2 separate regions of the Pan troglodytes genome follow, and region 2 is linked to region 1. Evidence: chromatin contacts called from public Hi-C data. All regions are on one chromosome and are shown on one strand. The core of a region is the stretch at or near the end of the contact, and the rest is flanking DNA. Distances in the headings are between cores, read along the strand shown.

Region 1 (7,055 bases), core at 1,500-3,999:
TTCCACCACCCCTGCCCTGCCGTACCATGGCCACCACAGGCCCAGAGCTCATGTAGCGGATGAGGGCAGGGTAGAAGGGCTTCCTCCGCAGGTCCTGGTAGTGCTCGGCAAGGACGCTCTCTGGTGCCTGGGTGGCATTGAGGGAAGGAGGAGGAGCCGCAGAGAGTAAACGTGGGCACTAACACAGCAGCTGTGATGCCCTGACCTCAGGCACCTTGCAGATAACAGCAACATGGGCAGCACCCCCACCGCAGAATAGATCCCTCCTGCCCCTTCAACTGCCAAAGCCAGGCCCTGCCCCAGCGCTGGCTGGGATGTGAAAGGCCGAGAAGGATCCCCCAACCCCGTCCCCACAGGGACACCCACAAGCCCAGAGCCCCACTACCTGCAGCATCTTCATCCCCACCAGCGTGAAGCCCCGCCTCTCAAAGCGCTGGATCACGTCCCCAACGAGCCGCCGTTGCACGCCATCGGGCTTCACCGCCACCAGGGTCCGCTCCCGGGTCCAGGAGGGCCCTCCTTCAAAAGGCAAGAGGTCAGAGGCACTGCCACCTCATGCTTTCACGTCCCCACGACCCGGGTTTCCCAGCCAGAGCCCAGGGGTCACCAGGCTTCAGGGTGTCTGCCTCTATGCAGGGCACTGTGGAAGGGACAGGGATGGTGCCCACAGCCAGAAACACCCCCATGATAGTCCCTGTCAGGGACACCCAAGGCAATGTGTCCCCAGGGCTTCTAGCCTCTCCCAGGGGCCATGGCTCCTCCCAGCAGAGGCAGAGGCTGCCTGAGATCGCCCCGAGGTTCAGGGAGGCACTGCCCAGCTCAGGGACCACCACCGCAAGGTCCATAGAGGCAGAGCCCAGCTCAGGGACCACCTCAAGGTCCAGGGAGGGACAGCCCAGCTCAGCGACCACCCTGAGGTCCACAGAGGCACAGCCCAGCTCAGTGGCCACAGGGAAGTCTGGAGATCCTGCAAAACTCCAGCCTCACTTTTGACTCCAGCCCTTCTGGATGACGACAGACATGGTCTGAAGCCCCGACTTTCCACATGAGGAAGAACCCAGAGCCCACCCTGTGTCTGAGGTGAATGAGTGGCAGGGAACCAGGGAGAAACACGCTTTCCCCACCAGGTGAGCCCTGGAAACACGGACAAAAGGGGCCTGAAGATTGAAGAGGGAAGGTAGCAGGGTTCTGTCCGAGCCAGGAGACGGGGCCTGTGCTGCTGTGGAGTTTCAAGGCCTGTCGCTTCCAGACCCAGGGTCAGCGCTGAGCTCCGCCCCAGCCGTCCTCCTCTGGAGGGGACGCTGCCAGGGAAACAGAAGACGTCCGCACCTTCCTACAGTCCCAGGCTGCTCCAGAGCCGAGCTACCCTCCGGCATCGGGTCCCTGGTTTCCAGAGGAGCCCAGACCCTGTATGTCCCACAGAATCTGGACAGAGCCAAAGGGGCTCCGCCAGGCCAGGAGGAAAAGTTAACCCCAGCAGGCGGCTGAAGCCCACGGGAGGAAGACCCCCCTGGTTGGTTTGTTCCCCCAAAACCCAGTTTGCAGGGCGCCTTGTGTAGCCTGGGGCTCTGCTGCGGCTGGTGCGGGCATTGCAGGCGGCGGCTCACTTTTCAGAGCCGATGGAGGGAGCCCTGGGACATGGATCGTCCTGTGAGGTGGCAGCTGGGGGGGCCGGGCAGCGGCGGGGCCGGGGACTTGGGGCCTGACGTCCCAGTCAGATTCTGGCCTAACTTGGCCTTCAGCGAACGCCCCAGCGGAGCGGCTCCCCACCACCCCCCCACCCCCCGACTCCCTCACCCCCCCACACCCCCACCCCCACCCCGGCCGGGAGACCCCTCACCGCCCAGTGCTGCAGCCGGCCTCTGCCTTCCTTGCGCTCCCGGGCCCTCGGTCGCCCCGGACCCGCCCAGGCTGCCAACTCGCCGGGCGCCTGCAGCCTGGGGCCTGGGGAGGCGAGAAGGAGCCGCAGAGCCGGACGGGCACTGGAGGGGCGTGCCGGTGCAAGCCGGCGCCTTCCCCAACTCGGACGGACCCCGCAGCCCGCGCCCCGAGGCCTCTGGGGGAGTCGGACCCCAGCCCGCACGTGCGCGGACAAAGGCCGAGCGGCGCGCGCCCCTTCCTCCCCCCGCGTCCCCGCCGGGGCGCGCGGCCCCACTCACCCGAGCTGTGGCGCACTAGCAGGCTCGGGCCCGGGGCCCGCGGGCCGCAGCGCAGCCCCCGCAGCGCGGAGCGCCAGAAGAGGCCGCCCATGACGCCCGGCCCGCGGGCCGCTGTGAGCGCGAGGAGCGGGCGCGGAGGGCGGTGCCAGCCCGAGACCCGCCCCCGCCCGCCCGGGAGCCCCCGCGCCGACGCTGCCCGCAGCCCCCCGCCGCCCCGGACCCCCGTGGCCCGGCGCTCACGGGGGAAATGTTCAACGCCAATTTCTGTTAAAATCAGAAGAAAAAACAAAATAATAATGAATCCTTCTCGAATTGCATTCGTCTTTACACCGACGCAACCGTTAACTATCGTTTTAACGCTTTCCCACGGAGGAAGGCCCACTCGGGAGGCTGAGGCAGGAGGATCGCGTGAGCCCAGGAGATTGAGGCTGCAGTGAGCTGTGACTGCACCGCTGCACTCCAGCCTGAGCAATAGAGCAAGACTCTGTCTCAAAAATAAATTCACGGACCAAAAGGAGGTCTACAAGCCCTGGTCTGAGCCCCCTCCAATGGAGGGTGAAATTCCCACGTGAGCCCCAGGGCGGGAGAAGGAGGCGCTCCGGAGACGCTGACTCTGCGGCCAGGACGAGTAGGCGGGACTACAGACCCGCGCCACCACAACCAGCTAATATTTTAATTTTTTGTAGAGATGGGGCCTCCCTATGTTGCCCATGCTGGTCTCAAACTCCTGGGATCAAGAAATCCTCCTGCCTTGGCTTCCCAAGGTGCTGGGATTACAGATGTGAGCCTGGTCTGTGAATTTGAATGGGGAAAAATCCGACCTTTATTCTCAAATGGCCTCTGATGTGACTGCATTCGTCTAATTCATTCAATTGCGGATATAAGGAACAAGCCACATTCATAGTTGCAGGGCCTGTGACTTTGTCACCAACAGAATTCACAGGTACGGTAATATTGGGGTAGATAGCACAGCATGCTACTATTTGAAATGGTTAGGTCTCCCACTGCTAGAACTTACTTAATGAGTCTTGAAAATGCCTGTTCTTTTTGCTGCTATTGTGAATGGAATTGTTTTCTTATTTAAATTGTCCATTGCAAGTGTATAACATATAATTGAGGTTTGTTTGTTTTTAGACAGAGTGTCGCTCTTGTTGCCCAGGCTGGAGTGCAATAATGGCATATCTCTGCTCACTGCAGCCTCCGCCTCCCAGGTTCAAGCAGTTCTCCTGCCTCAGGCTCCCGAGTAGATGGAATTACAGGAGCTTGCCACCACACCTGGCTGGTGTTTTTTTTTATTTTTAGTAGAGACGGGGTTTCGCCATGTTGGCCAGGCTGGTCTCAAACTCGTGGCCTCAGGTGATCCACCCGCCTTGGCCTCCCAAAGGGCTGGGATTACAGGCGTGAGCCACCATACCTGGCCAACAATTGAGCTTTGTGTATTAATCTTGTATCCTGCAAGCCTTCCAAATGCATTTATTAGTTCTAATAGTTTTTAATTAATTCCTTGGGAATTTCTTTGTATAAGATTGTGTCATATGGAGCGGGGCACACTGGCTCATGTCTGTAATCCCAGCACTTTGGGAGGCCGAGGCGAGCGGATCACGAGGTCAGGAGTTCAAGACCAGCCTGGTCAACGTGGTGAAACCCCGTCTCTACTAAAAATACAAAAATTAGCTGGACATGGTGGTGCATGCCTGTAATCCCAGCTACTCAGGAGGCTGAGGCAGAAGAATGGCTTGAACCCAGGAGGTGGAACTCACAATGAGCCGAGATCATGCCACTGCACTCCAGCCTGGGCAACAGAGCAAGACTCTGTCTCAAAAAAAAAAAAAAAAATAAGAAAAGAAAAAACATCATGTCATATGGGAATAGAGACGGTTTCAGTTCTTTCTTTCCAATCTGAATGCCTTTTATTTTATTTTCTTGTCTAGTTGCTCTGACTAGAATTTGCAGTACTATGGTATAAAGAAGTGACTTTCTTTCTTTTTAGAGGCTGGACTCTTGCTCAGGCCTATTATCCCAACAATTTGGGAAGCTGAGGCAGGAGGATCACATAAGCCCAGGAGTTTGAGACTAGCCAGGGCAGTATAGCAAGACCCTGTCTCTTGAAAAAAAAAATAGTAAATAAACAAAAAATATATGAGTGAAGTGTATAGTATGTCAATTGTATCCCAATAAAGCTATTGCAAAAAGGAAAAAGCAGATATTACTATAGCGTACTTTGTTTTTTTTTTGAGACGAAGTCTCACTCTGTCACCCAGGTTGGAGTGTAGTGGCGCGATCTCGGCTCACTGCAAGCTCCGCCTCCCGGGTTCACGCCATCCTCCTGCCTCAGCCTCCAGCTGGGACTATAGGCGCCTGCCACCACGCCTGGCTATTTTTTTTTTTTTTTTTTTTGTATTTTTAGTAGAGACGGGGTTTCACCATGTTAGCCAGGATAGTCTCGATCTCCTGACCTTGTGATCTGCCTGCCTCAGCCTCCCAAAGTGCTGGGATTACAGGCATGAGCCACCGCACCCGGCCACTATATCGTACATTTTTTAATGTTTTATTTTTGTTTTTTTAGCAACAGGGTCTCCTTCTGTCACCTCGGCTGGAGTGCAGTGGTGCAGTCATAGCTCACTGCAGCCTTCACCTCCCAGCCTCAAGCGATCCTCCTGCCTCAGCCTCCCCAGTAACTAGGAAAACAGGCCTGAGCCACCGCACTTGGCCTAAAATATTTTTTGTTTTTGTTTTTGAGATGGAGTCTCACTCTGTTGCCAGGCTGGAGTGCAGTAGTGTAATCCTGGCTCACTGCAACCTCCGCCTCCCGATTCAAGCGATTCTCCTGCCTCAGCCTCCTGAGTAGCTGAGATTACAGGCACGCGCCACCACACCCGGCTAATTTTTGTTTTTTAGTAGAGATGGGGTTTCACCATGTTGGCCAGGATGGTCTCGATCTCTTGACCTTGTGATCAACCCGCCTTGGCCTCCCAAAGTGATGGGATTACGGGTGTGAGCCACCACGCCCCGCTGCCTAAAATATTTTGTTTGTTTGTTGATGAGACATCGTCTTACTCTGTTGCCTAGGCTGGAGTGCAAGGGCACGATCTCAGCTCACTGCAACCCCCACCTCCTGGGTTCAAGCAATTCTCCTGCCTCAGCCTCCCAAGTAGCTGGGATTACAGGTGCTCGCCACCACACCCAGCTAATTTTTTGTATTCTTAGTATAGACAGGGTTTCGCCAGGTTGGCCAGTCTGGTCTCGAACTCCTGACCTCAGGCAATACACCCACCGCAGCTTCCTAAAGTGCTGGGATTACAGGTGTGAGCCACTGCGCCCGGCCTGGCCTACAATATTTTGATAATTTATTTCAGTATAGTTTTTTATATTTTTATTTCCGTGTATTTTATTTTGCACATTAAAAACATGCTGAGACTGGGCGCAGTGGCTCGCGCCTGTCATCCCAGCACTTTAGGAAGCTGCGGTGGGTGTATCGCCTGAGGTCAGTAGTTCAAGACCAGACTGGCCAACATGGCAAAACCCTGTCTATACTAAAAATACAAAAAATTAGCTGGGTGTGGTGGCATGCACCTGTAATCCCAGCTACTCGGGAGGCTGAGGCAGGAGAATCCCTTGAATCTGGGAGGCAGAGGTTGCAGTGAGCTGAGATCGTGCCCTTGCACTCCAGCCTGGGTGACAGAACAAGACTCCATCTTAAAAAAAGAAAAAAAAAATTATGCTGGGCCGGACGAGGTGGCTCATGCCTGTCATCACAGCACTTTGGGAGGCTGAGGCGGGTGGATCACCTGAGGTTGGGAGTTTGAGACCAGCCTGACCAACATGGAGAAACCCTGTCTCTACTAAAAATACAAAATTAGCCGGGCCTGGTGGCAGGTGCCTGTAATCCGAGCTACTTGTGAGGCTGAGGCAGGAGAATTGCTTGACCCTGGGAGGCGGAGGTTGCTGTGAGCTGAGATTGTGTTATGGCACTGCAGGCTGGGAGACAGAGCAAGAATCTGTCTCAATAAATAAATAAATAAATAACTCTCTTGGCCAGGCGTGATGGGATGGTTCACACCTGTACTCTTAGCACTGTGGGAGGCAGAGGTTGGAGGATCACTTGAGGCCAGGAGTTTGAGACCAGCCTGGGAAACATAGTGAAACCTGTCTCTACAAAAAAATAAAAAATTAGCGGGGCGTGTTGGTGCGCGCCTGTATTTCCAGCTACTGGGAAGGCTGAGGTGGGAAGATTGCTTGAGCCCAAGAGGTCCAGGCTGGATTGAGCTGTGATCGTACCACTGCACTCAGCCTGGGCAACAGAATGAGACCCTGTCTCAAAACAAAACAAAAAAGAACTCTCGTAACTCAACAAGAAAAGCAAAACCCAGTTCATTTCCTTGTGTAATGCCTACCCCTTGAGTGTGGACCGTGCCTGGTGACTGAGTTCTGACACAGCAAAAGAGACGGAGTGTCACTTTCACAATCTGGTCACCAAAGACTGCAGCTGCTGCTGCTCCGCCACCTCCTGGGAGAAGCAGCTCCCCTGTTGTGAGCAGCCCTGTGCGGAGGCCCCCATGACAAGGAACTGATGTTTCTGGCCAGAAGCAACATAGGTGGGCTTAGAAGTGAATCTGCAGGAGGCTGAGGCAGGAGGATTGCTGGAGCCCAGGAGGTTGAGGCTGCAGTGAGCGGTGATTGTGCCACTGCACTCCAGGCTGGACAACAGAGCGAGATCCCATCTCTTTAAAAAAAAAAAAAAAAAAAGTGGGCCTGGTGCAGTGGCTCACACCTGTAATCCCAGCACCTAGCTAGGCCAAGGTGGGCAGATCACTTGAGGTCAGGAGTTTGAGACCAGCCCAGCCAACATGATGAAACCCCGTCTCTACCAAAAATACAAAAATTAGCCTGGTGGGA
Region 2 (7,055 bases), core at 2,069-4,568, 280 kb before region 1:
AGGGGCCAGCCCCCCCGACTCAGAGCTCTGTGGATGCTGAGGGGTTCAGGGCACAGCCAGGCAAGGGCACGACCCCAGACGGCCTGCTGAGCGAGACCTTCGCTGACCCTCGGGGAGGGCAGGCCTCAAGCCCCGGCATCACTCACGGAGGGGAGAGATAGTCCGCAGTCAGCTCCAGGGCGTCGCTGTAGCCGAAGCGCCGCAGGATGGTCCAGGTGGTCTCGTGCCGGCCGCGCTGGATGAAGAGCGTGTTCAGGAAGAGGAAACCTGCACCGAGACAGAGCAGGGGGAGCACCAGGCACAGCCCCCTCCCCACACTCCCCAGGCACAGGCGGGCACCCGGCCTCACCATCCAGGGTCAGCCGGTCCTCCCGCACGCCGCCCGCCACGTTCCTGCACACCACCGTCTTCACGTCCTCCAGGGCCTGCGGGGCCAGGGGGTGCCCAAAGCAGGATTTCTGCTTCCGAGAGAACGTTGTTGGGAGTCAGCCAGCCACCCGGAGACGGCCCGTTCCAGTCACTAACGGCAGCGGAGGTTCAAGGGGGCTGGGCACCGAGGGTGGGGCGGGGGCACACCTGGAAAGCGTTGAGCTCTTCGTCACTGAGCGCCTGGTCCAGGTCCTGATCTGAGAGCCTGAAGATGCGCGTCAGCGCCTGGGCGCACGCGGGCCTCAACTGTGGGGATGTTGGCTCAGCACCCTCAGGTGACCCACGCCGACCCACCACACCGCCCCACCCAGCACCCCCTGGGCCCCTGGGGAACCAGCGTGCGGGGCCCCAGCCGATGCTCACCTGCTTGGCCTCAGGGTCATAGAGGGGGGCTGTGGGATGCAGGACGGCCTTCTGGGCGTAGTAGAACAGCTCTGAGATGTTCCTCAGGTTCTTGGCCGAACACTGGGAAAGTGGGAACAGCCTCAGGGAAGTGTCCCGAGGAGGGCACCGACTGAGGACACAAGGAATGAAGGAGGCGGCCCTGCCTGGGACCTACTCACCTCCACGCAGGTCTCAATCTCGGGAAACTGGCTCATGATGGGGAGCACGGCCTCCATGGAGCTCCCCGACCGCAGGTCTGACTTGTTGCCCACTAGGATGATGGGCACCCTGGGTTGAAGGCCCATGGTCACCAGGGGCAGGGGAGCCAGGAGTCCCAGCCCCTTCCACATCCCCCTCATTACCTGGGCCCCCGCGTGGTCCCCCCATTCACCAGTGGGATCCACTTAGTTCGAATCTGAAAAGCAAAGCCTGGCTGTGAAGTGAGGCTGCCCGCGGGCACATGGCTCCCAGCTGGAGCACGAGCCTGGCTGGGGGAGAGCAGAAGGGGGAGGTCAAGGCCCACTGAGGGCCCAAGTCCCGGCCACAGGAACAAAGCTGGTGGGAGAAGGCAGGCAGCAGGTGCAGCCTCATCGGTCTGACCCCAATGGCTCCCAAACACCCCCAAGTCACTGGGGCCCAAGCCTAGGGCCGCCCCCAACGCAGGCCCTCTGCGGGTCCCCCCCGGGGGTTTGGAAACTGGGGAAGAAAGAGGGCTGCCGGCCTAAATGGCTCAGACTGCGGGACGTCCCAGACCCTCTCAGGGGAAGTGGGATCACAGGAGAGGGCTGGGTGACTCCACGTCAGGCGACTCCACGTCAGGCTCCCCAAAATGCTGTGAGCGATGGCACTGGCCACGGGTTGGGTGAGGGTCCACCTGGGCCACCACCGGCCACTGTGTCTCTGCTGTTGGGGTCTGCACTGAGGGCTCACCTTCTCAATGGTGGCCTCCTCAGAGACGTCATACACCACACACACCACGTTTGCCTAAGGGAACAGTGATGAGGTGTGGGTGACAGGGCTGCTGGCTCACCACCGACGACCCTGGCCGTTCCACGCCATCTCGAGGCTCCAGGAGGCCCCAGAAGCTCACAGGTAGCATGGGTGCAGCTCTGAGGCCGGGAAAGCCCAGCCTTCCCTAAAACCTGCCTCCAGCCTGGTGTTGGCAGAGCAGGCACTCCCCAGTGTCACACTGGGAGCTGCTGCTGAACCCTCAGAGAAGCCTCTTCCCCGCCCACTGCCAGTGCAGGGACACCAGGCCCCAGAAGCGTAACTGTGGTCGGCAAAACCCTTAGAGCAGAGAGCTCGGGACAGACACAGCCACACCTGCAACCCAACACCCTGTAAGACTGCCGCCGCCTTGGCCCCTGCCTCCCCCCTGGCTACAGACAGAGTGACAGGACCGCAGTAAGGGGTGCCAACAGCAGGGGCTGCCCTGGGTGGCTGTGGCCTGTGCCCTTGCCTGGAGATGTCCCCGGCACACGTGCTCTGGTACTGGGAGCTCCGGGTGCCCGGAGGCCGGGACGGTGGGCTGGAGCACACAGCACGGGGACGTGGCGCACACAGAGCCCACAGGAAGAGTAAACGCTGCTGCCACCCCGGCAGGAGGGAGGGAGAGCCTGCGGGGAAGGGTCCTGTTATCCCTGGAGCACTAATGGACTGAGCGGTGCCGGCTCCCAGCGGGGTGCGTGCGCTGTAGGGGCCCCAACAACCCTCAGTGCGGAGGTCACAGAATTATCAGGGCCAAGGACACCCTGAGCACCTCGGTCCAATCCCCCAGCCTGCGAAGCGGATTAGGCCGAGCCCGCGCCCAGCCCCTCCCTCGTCCCGCGCACCACGGGTACCTTGTGGATCTCCTCCCGCAGCTCCTCGTCCGTCTGCTCGGCTTCTAGGGGGACAAAGAGACTCCACTGCGGACCCAGCAGGCCCGCCGGACCGCTGCGGGCCGGGCCCCCGGGAGGCTACGGCCGCTACCTGAGTAGTCCACGATGTGGGTGGGCACCTTCTCCGGGGTGACGTCCGCGGGGATCGTGATCTCCTCCGCGCGGGGAGGGACCTGCAAGGGACCCGCGCGCTCACCAGGGACCCCCGGCTGGGCCCGCTCCCACCCCCGCGGCGGGCGTGCCCCTTACCTCCTCGGGGAACTCCTCGCCCACCAGGGACAGGATCAGCGACGTCTTCCCCACCTGGGCTGCGCGGGGCGAGGCGGTCAGCGCGAGGGCCAAGGTCACGGCGCCCCCCGACCCCCGAGACCCTCACCCCGCGTCACGGCCGCCGCAGCTCCGAGACCCCCGGGCCGGCGCCTACCCTCGCCCAGTAACAGGATGCGCACGTCCCGCCTCATAGCTGCCGCCCGGAGCCGCTCCCCGACTCGGAACCCGGCCCCGACCTGGTCCTCAAGCCTTTCGCTCTGCCCCCGCGCCCGCCCCGCACTTCCGGTTCTCGGCCCCGCGCTGTCCCCACACTTCCGGCCCCGCCCGCACAGTCGCACCAGCGAGCCGGGCGGGCCAGAGCGGACAGGCTGTGCGGCGCGCCACCGTGTGGACGCGCCGGCCACGGCGGGCAGCGCAGGCTCCTGGCGCCCTGGCAGGCCGACCGGCCATTGCTTCACGGCACGACAGGGGCCTTGACAAACAGCCGATTAAGAGACGGGCAGAGGCTGAGCTCAGGCCAGGAGTGACCAGAGACAGCCAGTGCAACAATGCAGCAATAATGCAATAAATGCCCATGTTTATTACAAGATAGAAACATTAAAGATTTCTTAGGCAAAAGGGCAACAGGTATGAAAGTATTTACAGGTCGCCAAATTTACAACAGCTTGCTCCAGGCGATTTACATGAATCCTGGCCTGTCCCAGCATGAGGCCATTGACAACCTGGCGCCTCTGCCAAGCCTCTGTCCAGGTGCCTGGCATGACCAGGCGTGATGCCCACCACCACAGTCCCTGCTGCATCTCAGCGGCCGGGGACCTCCCACACAAGGATCTCGTTGCGGGCGGCCGTGAAGAGCAGCCTGGCGGACGGTGTAAACCTGCACAGGTGCACTGCATTGTCGTGGCCGGCAAAGTCTTGGGCAGTCCCCATGGCACAGTCTACCAGCCTCAGCATGCACTCTGTGGGTAGACAGTGCAGGTGGGCCAGGGCCAGGGCCAGGCAGCACTCAGAGGGCTCCCCCAACCCACCCAGACTGTCCCCACTGGGCATGATGCTGGTCGGGGGAGCTGGTGCTAAAAGGGCTCCTGGCTGTGCCCTCCATGTGCCACTGGGACTAGGGGGTCCATCACTGCCAGGCTGTCGGCCTGCAGCTGGGCCAGTTCCCTCCTTAAAAGTCGCTGCCACGCGTGCATTCAGGCCCTGTGCTGGGCGCTGTGCCTGGTTCCTCACCTGCCTCATCATCTCCTGACCCCAGGACCCTCTCTAGGGCAGATGTCCTCACCCCACCCCAGAGACGAGGAGCTCGGGGCACAGGTGAGGCACCTGTCTTGGAGCAGGGCACCAGTCAGCCCACTTGGCCCCCACCTAAGACAGGCCCAAACTGCATCCACCAGCACTCACCAGCAAAGCCAACAGCCAGGAGGTGGGTCCCGGGGGACAGGCTCAGGGACATGGCAAAAAAGGGCAGTGGTATCTTCTCCACCACCTGTGAGCAGCCAGCGTGAGGCTCCAGGCCTGTGGGCTCAGGGCTCAGCCAGGCCCCACCCACCACCCTGGATCCCTGGGGCTCCCAGTGACACGCGGGCAACTGCGTGTACCTGCTTCTGGCAGAGGTTGTAGATGATCACCTCCTTGTAAACACCGGGGCCCACGTACATCAGGAGCGCCCCATCCCAAGGGCAGAAGGCAGCGAGGGAGGGTGGCAGGTGGCCCTGAGTCTGCAAAGGCGCAGCATGCTGCGGTGGGGTGGATGGGTACCGGCCCCACCCACAGTGCCAGGAGCATGGTTTACCTCCGTGGTGGCAGGCATTGGGAAACTCAACCAGTCCACAAGCTCACAGCGGTTCCGCAGCCAGTCGGAGGCCCAGACGCTGACCCGCTGGTCCCCACTGGCAGCCAGCCATAGGTCTGTGCCCTCCACCCCTAAGTCTTCACACTGGGAATGGAGTAGGTGAGGGCCGATAGGTGCCTTCTGCCAAGATGGTGCCTGCCCCCACCAGCACCCAGGCCCCCTCTCCCCAGCTCTTGGGGCTGCTTTACCTCTTTGCACGTGACACAGATGGTAGAGATTGGGGCGCCCTGGTGGTCACTCAGCACACGGAAGGTTGTCCCTGTGCGGGGGTGGCTCACAGCCACGAGCCCATCCTTGTCTCCAGAGAGGACAGTCTGACCTGGGACCATGCCGTCACCCTGTGAGCCCCCAGCCCGGAGACTGGACCTGGGCCAGGTCAGGACGGCACCATCCCCCACACACCCAACTCCTCACCGTCAGTGGAGAAGGCAACACTGGTCAGCGCCACCGGGTGGGGGTGCATCTTGAGCTCCATGGCCGTGCGGGAGATGCTGAAGATGCGCAGGGAGCCGTCACCGTAGCCAGCCGCTAGCCGCTGCTGCTCAGGGCGGCCACAGCACGGGGGGCTCCATGCCAGGCAGAGGCAGCTCTGGGGACCCACAGTGGGGAAACTTCAGCACTCACAGGGGCCCTGGGGACACACACCCAGGCCAGAGGGAGGAGGCGGCCCCGCCCATGCCAGGCCCCCCACCGAGCAGGCCCCCATCCTGCCCCCGGCCCGGGCACTCCCCACACACCTGGTTCAGCACCTGGAACTGGATCACAAGCTCCATGCTGGCCAAGGCCCACACCCGCACACTCCCATCCTCACTGCATGTGGCGCAGTGGGACTCCCCGGGGCTGAAGACCACCTCGTTCACCTGGGGGAAGCCGTAGCTAGGCTGGGGGTGTTGGCCCCTGGGCAGGGTAAAGGGACGCAGGCATTTCCTATTCCAGCCCCCAGGGCCGGGCTGTCCAAACCAGAGCATGTGCCTCTGGCCCCGGCCAACTCCACATGGCGGAAAGGAGCAGTGCCGGCCCCCGTGTGTGTCCCTGCACTAGATCTGGGTGAGTCCAAACCAAAGCAAGCCCACCAGCCAGTCAAACCCGGCGGGATACCGAGGAGAAAGCTGTTCTGACAGCACCTCCAAGACAGGAGCGTGGCCGTGCGTCCCTAGCAGGCTACAGACTGAGGTTGCAGCGAGCACGCCATGCAGTCGCATTCCTCCTCCCAAAACCGCTGCACGCCGATTGGGGGGAAATGCAGACGTGTCATTATGCAGGTGCCACTGACGGCTGGGACTGCTGGACTGGCAGAAAGGAGACACAGCTGCCACTCACCAGTTAGAGGAAGCGATACAGCCTGGCACCAAATGTGAACTTTAAGTGCAAGTGGGAACACGATGCACTTCATTAAAAAAAAATCAGTTCAGCCGGGTGCGGTGGCTCATGCCTGTAATCCCAGCCCTTTGGGAGGCCAAGGCGGGCGGATCACGGGGTCAGGAGTTCGAGACCATCCTGGCTAACACGATGAAACCCCGACTCTACTAAAAATACAAAAAATTAGTCGGGCGTGGTGGCGGGCGCCTGTAGTCCCAGCTACTTCGGAGGCGGAGACAGGAGAATGGTGTGAACCCGGGAGGCAGAGCTTGCAGTGAGCCAAGATCATGCCACTGCACTCCAGCCTGGGTGACAAGACACTCCATTAAAAAAAAAAAAAAAAAAAAAATTCAGTTCAGCTGAGCAATGAGGGACTGCAGGGACTCAGACCAGGACAGCTCAGTCCATCTCCCCAGGAGGGCCCTGGGCCCTACAAGGAAACGGCGAAGTCCAGGCCCAGGCAGAACCGCCCAGGCAGAACCACACAGGCGGGGCCCAGAATTCCTCGCACTTCCACATCACAGGAAGGCCACCAGTGACCACGGGCTCAGGTCATGGACTCAGGACCCGAATTTCCCGGCTCTGGTGGATGGACACACACATGATCTATCCGTACAATGCAACAGTATTTGGCCATAAAGAGGGATGACTGGCTTGGCACACACAGTGGCCGGGATGACCCTGGAAACCATGCTCAGGGTGAGAAGCCAGGTGAGCCAGTTCCTACAGAATATCCTGAACAGGAAAACCCAGACACAGAAAGCCACTCAGCGGTCGCCAGGGGCTGGGGAGGCGGGAAGCGGGGAGCGATCAAGGAACAGGCACGCACGGGGTTTCCTCTAGCTCCACAGCTGCTGAATAGGCCGAAACCACCCCCTGAA

What was found. A called contact is a pair of places that touch in the nucleus more often than the background predicts.
Region 2: a contact with region 1 is called in a Hi-C map of stem cell-derived neural progenitor cells, with 4 times the contacts expected there. The contact joins the promoter of RHOT2 here to the promoter of NME4 in region 1. A contact is called at or near these places in 2 of 7 Hi-C or Micro-C datasets (induced pluripotent stem cells and stem cell-derived neural progenitor cells).

Annotation. Positions count from the first base shown.
Region 1 is chr18:2,743,136-2,750,190 of NHGRI_mPanTro3-v2.0_pri, reverse strand. NME4 (NME/NM23 nucleoside diphosphate kinase 4) reads right to left here and starts at 2,749. Exons shown (of 5, transcript XM_063796375.1): 1 at 2,400-2,749; 2 at 386-519; 3 at 26-127. The coding sequence starts at 400.
Region 2 is chr18:3,024,023-3,031,077 of NHGRI_mPanTro3-v2.0_pri, reverse strand. It overlaps RHOT2 (ras homolog family member T2), which reads right to left and starts at 3,318. Exons shown (of 19, transcript XM_024349633.3): 1 at 3,118-3,318; 2 at 2,943-3,001; 3 at 2,785-2,866; 4 at 2,655-2,698; 5 at 1,744-1,797; 6 at 1,176-1,228; 7 at 993-1,101; 8 at 793-894; 9 at 577-675; 10 at 350-461; 11 at 147-267. The coding sequence starts at 3,154. WDR90 (WD repeat domain 90) reads right to left here. Exons shown (of 40, transcript XM_063796380.1): 34 at 5,553-5,675; 35 at 5,230-5,404; 36 at 5,004-5,134; 37 at 4,756-4,899; 38 at 4,562-4,681; 39 at 4,365-4,449; 40 at 3,524-3,922. The coding sequence ends at 3,765.